Linked DNA regions of Mus musculus: all the other regions are linked to region 1. Evidence: chromatin contacts called from public HiChIP or PLAC-seq data. All regions are on one chromosome and are shown on one strand. The core of a region is the stretch at or near the end of the contact, and the rest is flanking DNA. Distances in the headings are between cores, read along the strand shown. Region 1 holds the start of Plaat1 (phospholipase A and acyltransferase 1). Region 2 overlaps Mb21d2 (Mab-21 domain containing 2). Region 3 has its middle 14 kb from the start of Mb21d2.

What was found. HiChIP or PLAC-seq counts read pairs in DNA pulled down with a chosen protein or histone mark.
Region 2: a contact with region 1 is called in an H3K4me3 HiChIP or PLAC-seq map of neural tube, with 5 times the contacts expected there. The contact joins the enhancer-like site here to the promoter of Plaat1 in region 1. A contact is called at or near these places in 2 of 39 promoter capture datasets (embryonic stem cells and hippocampal neurons), 1 of 484 Hi-C or Micro-C datasets (the HL-1 cell line), 3 of 115 datasets of contacts at active chromatin or transcription factors (SST interneurons, embryonic stem cells and neural tube) and 1 of 9 other capture datasets (liver).
Region 3: an H3K27ac HiChIP or PLAC-seq map of embryonic stem cells shows a contact between it and region 1, with 3 times the contacts expected there. The contact joins the enhancer-like site here to the promoter of Plaat1 in region 1. A contact is called at or near these places in 9 of 39 promoter capture datasets (cranial neural crest, frontonasal cranial neural crest, hematopoietic stem and progenitor cells and 5 more), 8 of 484 Hi-C or Micro-C datasets (Sertoli cells, cerebellum, cerebral cortex and 4 more), 12 of 115 datasets of contacts at active chromatin or transcription factors (cardiomyocytes, embryonic forebrain, embryonic hindbrain and 4 more) and 1 of 9 other capture datasets (adipose tissue).

The regions. Positions count from the first base shown.
Region 1 is chr16:29,208,744-29,211,628 of GRCm38.p6, reverse strand. It overlaps Plaat1 (phospholipase A and acyltransferase 1), which reads right to left and starts at 1,521. Exons shown (of 4, transcript NM_001357092.1): 1 at 1,320-1,521.
Region 2 is chr16:28,878,347-28,881,231 of GRCm38.p6, reverse strand. The region is part of intron 1 of Mb21d2 (Mab-21 domain containing 2); the gene reads left to right. Among named protein-coding and RNA genes, the nearest start is that of Mb21d2, 50 kb to the left of the region's middle. Within about 2 kb of position 1,396, at least 56 of the 459 cell types and tissues checked have an H3K27ac peak or open chromatin away from gene starts, as enhancers often do. A contact at or near this core is called in embryonic stem cells, liver and neural tube, where this site is marked.
Region 3 is chr16:28,942,019-28,944,903 of GRCm38.p6, reverse strand. No RefSeq gene overlaps it. Among named protein-coding and RNA genes, the nearest start is that of Mb21d2, 14 kb to the right of the region's middle. Within about 2 kb of position 1,478, at least 4 of the 459 cell types and tissues checked have an H3K27ac peak or open chromatin away from gene starts, as enhancers often do. A contact at or near this core is called in embryonic stem cells, where this site is marked.

The DNA.
Region 1 (2,885 bases), core at 272-2,771:
ACAGGAATATATACTTCATATAAACGCTCACATAAGGAACAAATGAAGCCTTGCTTAGGGGTCTGTATTTCTCTTCTACCCAGGAGGCTTTTCCAGGTGATGCTAGACCTATCTATGTGCTTTCCAGGACCACACATTAGGCAAAGAGCTACGAAGAGTTACCCAACAGCTCACATGCTCATCATATAGTGCTCAAGGAAGGCCAGCATGAATTCAATATTGTACAAGGATTTCATTTTCCAATTACAAAAACGGACTGCTCTGTTTATTGCACTACCTCAGATGCATCTGGGGAGGCATCAAAAGAAATAAGTGTACTGCACAGAGATGGTTATAGGGACATTTCATGAGTGCTATTCACGTCTACGAGACCGCCGGTCTTGTAGGATACCCAGGAGAGTGTTTCCCTGGCTCCCTCCAAAAATACTCGTGGAAGTGTGAAACATATTCACTACTGATCACTGGCTCCCCAGCCTCCAAGAGCCTCTCCATCCAATTTAGATAGGCTCCCATTTCCATCCACAGCCATGCTCCGCTGAGAGGAGAGGCTCCTGTGATGCTGTGTGTCTAGAGTGTCTTGCACTCAGATCCCGGAGCATGATGGATCCTATCCCAGAATTTACCCTGCACCTAAGAGCTTTCACTCTGGGACAAACTCATCATAAACCATCGCATCAAAACCATGCTTTGTTTCTTCCTAGGCTCCCTGGTACTGACTCCATCTTAATCTTGCCAAGATCTTGGCTCACTCTCTCACTCCACTATCTCTCTGTCTGCCATAATGACACCTCCTGAGTTCCCTGAAGCTCTATTTTCCTGAACCTGCGTCAGTAACTGGTGTCTGGGGACCTTCTCTGCTTTCCCAGATAGAGGGCTGTTTCTTGTTTATCTCTAGGCATCCCATTCCTAGTAGAGAGAGAGACACAAATACCTGCCTAGTAAATGTTAAATGAATACAGGAGCCAAGAACTCGAGACCTGTTCACGGCTTTCAGAACACAAGTCATAATCATAGTACTAAAAGCCAAGATAATATCACTGTCCCCCGTTCCAGGATCTAAGACAAACGTGGTCACTCTGGTAGTCACTTCAGTGAGCTGAGAAGTCTGCTCTGCCCAGCAGATTGAGTTTCCAGTATCTGTTCGGCCACTCAACAGTTTCCAAGCCTTGGAAAGCAGGGTCTCTTGTTCTCCTGCTCCCATTTATAAAAAAAGAGGAGGCTGGGTTTTAGTCAGCAGCTGTTTCACCTTTGAACTTTGCGACGGGCAGAAACAAGGTTGCCTAGCGCCTAGAGCGCATCCATTCCCTCCCCCAACGCACCTCCCTGCTCAAGCTGGGTTGTCTTAGTGCCCTGGAGGCAGTGACGGGCTTCCCGGGTTCTCCACGGGCTCGCTGCGGTGCCGCTAGCAGACCCTGGGTGACTCCATCCGCATCGCCCTGAGGCCAAGGCCACAGCCAAGGCCACCACAGCCTCCCTCCGCTGCGTCAACGCCAGCGTCCGCGCGCCGCGCCACCTCTGATCCCTCCGCGGGTTCCTGGCGCGCGCCTGCCAGACTGCATCCTGGGGTCCCTGGCGCCTACCCCTGGTCTTTGGAGCTCGGCCCAGACCCGCGCCCTCCCCGCCACCCAAATCCTCCAAGCACGCCTCAGGCATGGGATCCCCGGATTCTCCTTGCACACAACAGGCTCCATCGCCACCCCCACCCCCAGAACCTCTGTGCCCACGACAGACTTGGACCCCCAAAATCCTAGGCACCCTCCAGAGGTCGAGGCTCCCCCATTTCCTCTGCTAGTCCCCAGCCTGCTTGGGGAGTCCCTACCTTGGAGACTGGTCACCTGACACTGAAGCCCTCAAGCTGGCTGTAACAGACACACAAATCGCCTGCTCACAGCTCAGTTCCAGCCCAGTGCCTGCTTGGTTTCTTTCTCCCAGCAACCGGGACCTTCCTGAGACAAACTTTTGTGGTAACAGACTCTGCCATGCTAGGTGCTACAGTTTTAAGGATGGCTTGTCTTGTGCAGAGTCCAGAAATGTTTAGGGATAGTCCTCATAGATAAACAATACACCATGTCCACGCTGGACACCGATTCCTTATGGGACAAATTTTTTTCCCTCTGCTCTGCACTCCAAAGAAACTTCTCCCTCTTTGACTCAACGAAGAGTGGAAGATGTATTGCTTTAGAAAAGCCCATGACTCATACAGTCCTACATGAGTGCCCACAAAATAGCCCTTCTTAGAACCCAGAACCCAGGGGGTCAAAGAAGATACACTGACTAGCTACTTGGACAAAAATCAACGTAAGTATGAGGAGAGGGGAGGAGGAGGAGGAGATAGGGCAAATGGGGATCCTCCATTCCCTAGACCTCAGGGTGCTTCCTTCCCAAGCAGGGGAAATGGGGGAAATTACCTAGCTTGGGATGGGATGGAGCTGGCCTTCATTAAGAACCAGAGGCAGCGTTCCCTCCCTTGCCCTGCCCTGAAAAGCCCTGGATCTGGACAGAATAGGTTCCGTTCTCTGCTTCACTCCTGACTCATGACACAGCGATCCTGCCTTTTCAGGCCAGACAGACTTCAGAACCACAGCCGCCGAGGTTAAAAATAGAGCTGGAAATGGTGAGGATCCTCTTTCTCCTGGCTTAACAGAGTGCCCAGGAACTCCAGCCAGCTAAGCTGGGAAGGATGGGCAGACTGCTCCGTGAGCTTTTCTGGGAGCGACCCAGGACTTTGCTAAAACTAGTCATGTCTAGATTTGTCCACTGGCAGACATGGGATTGCAACCAAAAGACACCATACAAAAGCTTTGTAGCTGCTAGGCTTGAAGTGTTGGTCACATGAGGGAAATCTCTGCTAGGCAGCTGCTTTCATAAGGGTTGTGGATGTGGAT
Region 2 (2,885 bases), core at 147-2,646, 330 kb after region 1:
GGGATGGTTTCAAGGATGGCTCAGCCAAGCACCGGGATGTCTTTAAGAATTCTTTACTGGCTGCCAATTCAAGCAAAGAAACTGTTGCTATTTGTCTCTGGTGTTTCTCTCGGCAGACAGCCGCCCCCCTCAAACCCCCCTTCCCCCAGTTCATTCACATTCCTAGCAGAGACCACATGAGTACGTCTGCCCCATAGAACCCATGCAGTAGGAGCCATCAATGTCCCTGACTTGGGAAGAGAAGATGGGGGAGGTTTGTTCCTTCCCTGGACTAGTTTGACCTTGTTCTGCTTTGATCCTTCCCACTGTTGGCAGACTGTGCCCCTGACCCCAACTGCAGTGAATCAATCCTGGCTTGGCGCTACCCCAAACGCCTGGGGCTGGATAAAACTTTGCCCACACTGGCTATACGTTCCTCTGAGCTGCTCCGCTGTTCAAGTCTGTTGATATTTCCTCGAAAACTCTGGCTCCACAGCTGTCACTGGGTACTTGATTTATTTGACATTCAGTTTGTCTTGCTTTGTGTTGGACACTTGAGGGCGAATTGGGAGGAGATTTTAATATTGCCCTCTTGGAGCTCGTAGGAGAATACTACCTTTAAAGGCGTCTCTTTATTTTAAAGCGCCAGACAATAGCTTTAGTATAGCCACAGAATGGTCCGTTGCTGTTATCCATCCCTGCGATTAGCATCCTCTTCTCTCCTCCCCCCAGGCAAGCCTTGGCAACAACAACTGGCAGTTTCTAGTCGACTTTTAAAGACAGAATCCCTCTCTTCTGAACATCTTGCCTACTAGACTTATGATTCATGCCATACGCAGCCTCCTGTGTGTCTGCCTCCTTTTACTTGGCATGGTGTTTCTGGTGTATCTGGTAACTGACCACATTTTTCTTTGCAGGAGCGGTATTTTTGAGTGTGTGTGCATGTGTGTGTGTGTGTGTGTGTGTGTGTGTGTGTTTCATAGGTCCTTGAGATTTCCCAGAGGTTCATTGATCTTCATAATTACCCTACTCTGTGGGTGTGACCGTTATCACCCATTTGGGATAAGGGAAAAAGTGTGAACGGGTTACATAGCTGACAGTGGGTTGATAAGCTTGGTCCAACTGCGGACTATGCGCTTGAACGTCACACCATGAGCTCAGAAGCTAGAGTATACAAGGTATTTTAATGTGACTTACAGTGGCAAAGTCATGGTGGTCCAGAGGAAAACACTGTGGGGTTCCTTAGCTCAGACCTGTGATTTAGACACTCTGGGACATACTCGGTAGTACTGGACTGATTCTTACCACCTTGGGTTACTGTATAGAGCAGCAGATTTAGGGCTAGAGGAGTAACGCAGAGCTGGGTGGGGCTCCCCCTGCTCTGTCAGGAGGCCGCACGCAGAGCTGAATCAGCTCTGGGAGGGGCTGTGCTGGAGGCCAAAGGTTTCCAGACATTAAGTGTACCTGGGTGGGTTGAGGCGAGCAGAGACTTGAGAGCAGGCAGCATTCTTCTCCGGAATATAGATGTGTTCACACCCATCATTAAAACACATCCAGGTCATCACACACAGCCTACATGGTTAGGAACTGAGGCGTGTGGTTGGTGGACACCATGTCTGAGAGCTTTGCACCTCAACGAGAAGAGTCCACGGGAGGGATCCCTTGCAGTCTGTGTTGAAACACCCTGCCCGTGTCTATTTAAGTCTCTGCGGCTCTGCTTAATCACGTGGGGTCGTCTCAGCCCTTTCATATATCGTAATGTCTGCCCTCCAGGAGATGAGATGGTATCTCTACGCCTAGTCTGGTTCAGTGGAGTCCAGGAAGTTATTTTGCGACGTAATAGTTCTGTTGGTGTCAGTTCAGTTATTCATTCAGCAAATATTTAAAGGCCTCTTTCGTGTTAGGAACTTCCATCGCTTTGTGTGTGCATAGACACGTGTGTACACTTGCATGAGGAGGCCAGAGGGCGGCCTTGATTATCATTCCTCATGGAGGCCTGCTTGTTCACCAGGAGACTGTGTTTCTTGATTACCTTGTTTCCCCAGACAGGGTCTCTGTCTGGCCTGATCCTGGGTTAGGCTGGACAGCCATCCTCCTCCAAAGCTGGAATTCCAGGTGTGAGTCACCACGCCTGGCTTTCCTGTGGAGTCTAGGGATTGGACCCGGCTCCCCATGTAGGCGGTGCAAGCTCTTTCCCCCTTGACTGAGCTATCTCCAGCCCTGTGCCTGGAATTATTCTAAGCTCCTTCGAACAAAATAGAGATGGACCTTCTGGTGTCTTAGATCTTAGTCATTTTAGGATAGGGAAATAAGCAATAAGAATAGCACAGAAATTATGGCTTTAAAATGTAATACAATAAATATTATGGATAAAAGGAAAAACTGTAAAGGGAATATAGTCTGGTTAAAATTTTAAAACAGTTTTTATTCTTTGACAATTCCACACATGTATAAAGTGGATGATCATCTCTGCCCTGTCTATCCACCATTACCCCCTCCCAACGCTCCTTACTCTGTGACCATCCCAAGTTCATATCTTCTGTGATTTTTCTTTTTTCTCTATTTCTCTCTCTCTTCCCTCCCTCCTTCCTTCATCCTCCCCTCCCTTTTTTCCTATCCTCCCCCCTCTCTCTGTCCCACACCTCTTTCTTTCTTTTTTTCTTTAGTTTTTTTTTTTTTTTTTTTTTTTAAGACAGGGATTCTCTGCATAGCCCTGGCTGTTTCTGAACTTGCTCTGTAGATCAGACTGGCTTCAGACTCAGAGATCCACCTCCCTCTCCCTCCCAAGTGCTGGGATTAAAGGCGTGAACCACTACTGCCTGGCTACTTTCTTCTTGTTAATAATCTTAGAAGTAGGGTTCTACTACTTTCCCTCATGTGTGCACAGGTTTGGAACCATCCACGGA
Region 3 (2,885 bases), core at 229-2,728, 270 kb after region 1:
TATTATGACTGTATAGTCACGTGTTTCAGTAAATGGCGTAGCTCTGCCTCTCCTTTAGGGGACAGAGAGAGTATGCATGATTCATGTCAGCACTTGCAATGTGATGCTAAGTTTCAAGAACCAGCATGGTGAAGCTCAGCCTAGGCATTTGGTCAAACATCAGCCTAGGTATTTGGTCAAACATTAATCTAAGTGTTTGTTGGATGAATATTTTGTAAACATAGTTAACATCTACAATGATTTGAGTTCAAGGCAGTCGCCCTACATGAATGCTCTCCCAAACATTTCTGCTATGATCCTCTTTTATGCAAGGCATTTCCACATGAGCTCAGGTATACAAAATAGGTACATAAGTCAAACCTGTATTGATAATAAATCACCAAGAAATTTGTTCTAAGGCAAATCTTGAGTATCCATGTAATTTTACCGTTTATGAAACATGAAAACAAATTTGCATACTAATGAGACGGTTGTGCTTGTTGATTTCTACATAAAGAAGTAAATCTCGGCTGAATATTTGATCCTGCAGGTTGTTTTTCAGAGTTAATTGATATTTTGATTTTATAATCATCAATGCTGAGAACATTGCTTCTCATAAAAAAAACAAAATAAAAAACATGGCAGAAATGTGTTAGGGACATTTCGGAAATTGTGGGAGATTCTGCCTTAATCCCAAGGCAAAATTCATTTCACGAGTTTTCATGAAACCCAAAGTTAGCGGATCAAACAGCAATTTTTAAAATTAAACACTCAAGTCAGTCCAATCCCATCCAAAGATATATGAATTTGACATTTACATGCTGAGGCATGATGGTGGAAAAATATTAAAAAGTCTTTATTTTCTGTAACAAAACCATTGTGTTTCTGTAAGAGCAGAAAACTGAGTATGCAGTTAAAACAGCAGAGCTTTTACCATGCGATGGTTGCCTATCTGAGTCCTGGCACTTAGAGCAAGCTCTGTCTGTGTTCCCATCCCTTGCTCAAAGCCTCTTCTCCGTCCAATACTCTCTTGCAGCCCCCTTTCCAGGTCCACAGAGTATAGTCCACTCATACCCATTACATCCAAATAAACACTGTGGGATCTGCATAGGAAAGAGAAGATGTGGTTTTTTGTCTTTCCAACAGAGTCTGGGTTATTGCCTGGACTATAATAGTTTCCTGACCCATCCATTTTCCTGCAAGTTTCATGATTTGGTTTTTCAATAAAGCCAAATAAAATTCGATTGCAACTATCACATATTCATTACAAATTACATCCTGGCAATGGTTTTAAATCTGAGTCAGGGTGTTTCAAGCAGTTTGTCCGTGTTGCTAGGTGTGAAAGCCTGCTCATTGCAAAGCACTTTTGTGTGCTTGAAAAGGTTAGCTCAGGAACTTTGGGAAAGTCATGGAACACTTGCCCCTCCCCCCCTAAGGGAGAGGCTAATTAGCATTCCTCAGACCACAGTGGGGGGCGGGGACCAACCTGCAGGTGAGGACACATTCCACAGGACTGACCATTGCCCACCTTCAGACAAGGGAAGTTCTTGCCACCTAAAGACCAATCAGTTTAAAAAGTCACACTGTTCTGCCAATCACATTGTGCCTAATGGCTGCTGCCCTGAAAACTGTATAAATAGCTCACTAAATGAGCAGCATGGGGTTGCTGTCTCTCCTTCGGGTCTGGGATGACCCCAGTGCACTGGAACAATAAATTCCTCTTGCTTCTTGTATCGATCCCTACGTGGTTCACTCAAGGGGTCCCCAGTAAGCTAAGGCTCGCCAGAGTCTTACATGCTCAGAACCAAGGGAGAAGTGAAGTTACATGAAGTAACCTGGGAGAATGCTGTTACAAATACTGGGAATTTAGTAGGAGTTTGATTTTAACTTACTTTTGGTTGCTCTGTGCTCAGAAACACTTTATTGTCAAAATTTTCATGATATCCCGTTTAGTTACTCAGTCCATATAGGAGTGCAGCTTTCAGTGTGGGGAGCAGGACCTATACAGTGTAGATGGATCATATTCAGCCAGCTGAGAGGTTCTGAAGACAACACCCGAGATTTGCAGCAGGGAATCACACAGCATGCAGTGTGATGTGTTCCCAGCCTGCTTCTGCCCCACCAGTTCCAGACTTGCCTGGTATAGCAGGTTGGACTTGTCAGTCCTCACAGCCGATGAGCCAATTTTTTAAAAAAACGAAATCTCTTCATGTAGGTGTGTTATCGATCTGGCTTTCTAGAAGAAGCTGTTACAGACAGAGATTAAATTTAGTAAATAACGCCAGTTTGTGATTAAATGATTGACCTGGCATGTAGGATCCAGTAGGACAAGAATCTTTTGTGTCCTCAGTGTCAAGCAAGGAAACTGCATACGATACAGTCTCAATAAGCGTTTGTTGTGGTAAAGAGGTGTTAAAAAAAAAAAAAGAATGCCATTGAAAATGCCATATTCTTTCATCCTAGCACACAAGAGGATCCAGAGGTGAGTTCCAAGCCAGCCTAGTCTACAGAGCAAGTTCCAGGCTGGTTTTGGCTGCATGGTTTTCGCTATTTGTTTTGAATATCCATCCTGCCTCTCTCTTTGGCTTAAAGGCCTGTTTATCAAGGATTAGGTAGGCTACACCTCACCTATGACTTTAATGACAAATGGTTCTGTAACATTGGTACATGTACCATTTTTGCCTGCTCCAGGAATGACAACCATGTGTTTGTTTCAAAAAGTTAATAACCATCTTGCAAACCTACCTTTGTTTCAAAAGGTTGTTCTAGCTACCTTATTATGATGACCCATTGCTACATCTGTCTTGTTATGACTACCTGGCAACCAATGTCTTTGTGTCAGGTCCTTATGACTAACCTGTTATGCTTATGTTCTGCTCCTGTAACCCTGTCTATTTTGCCTGCCA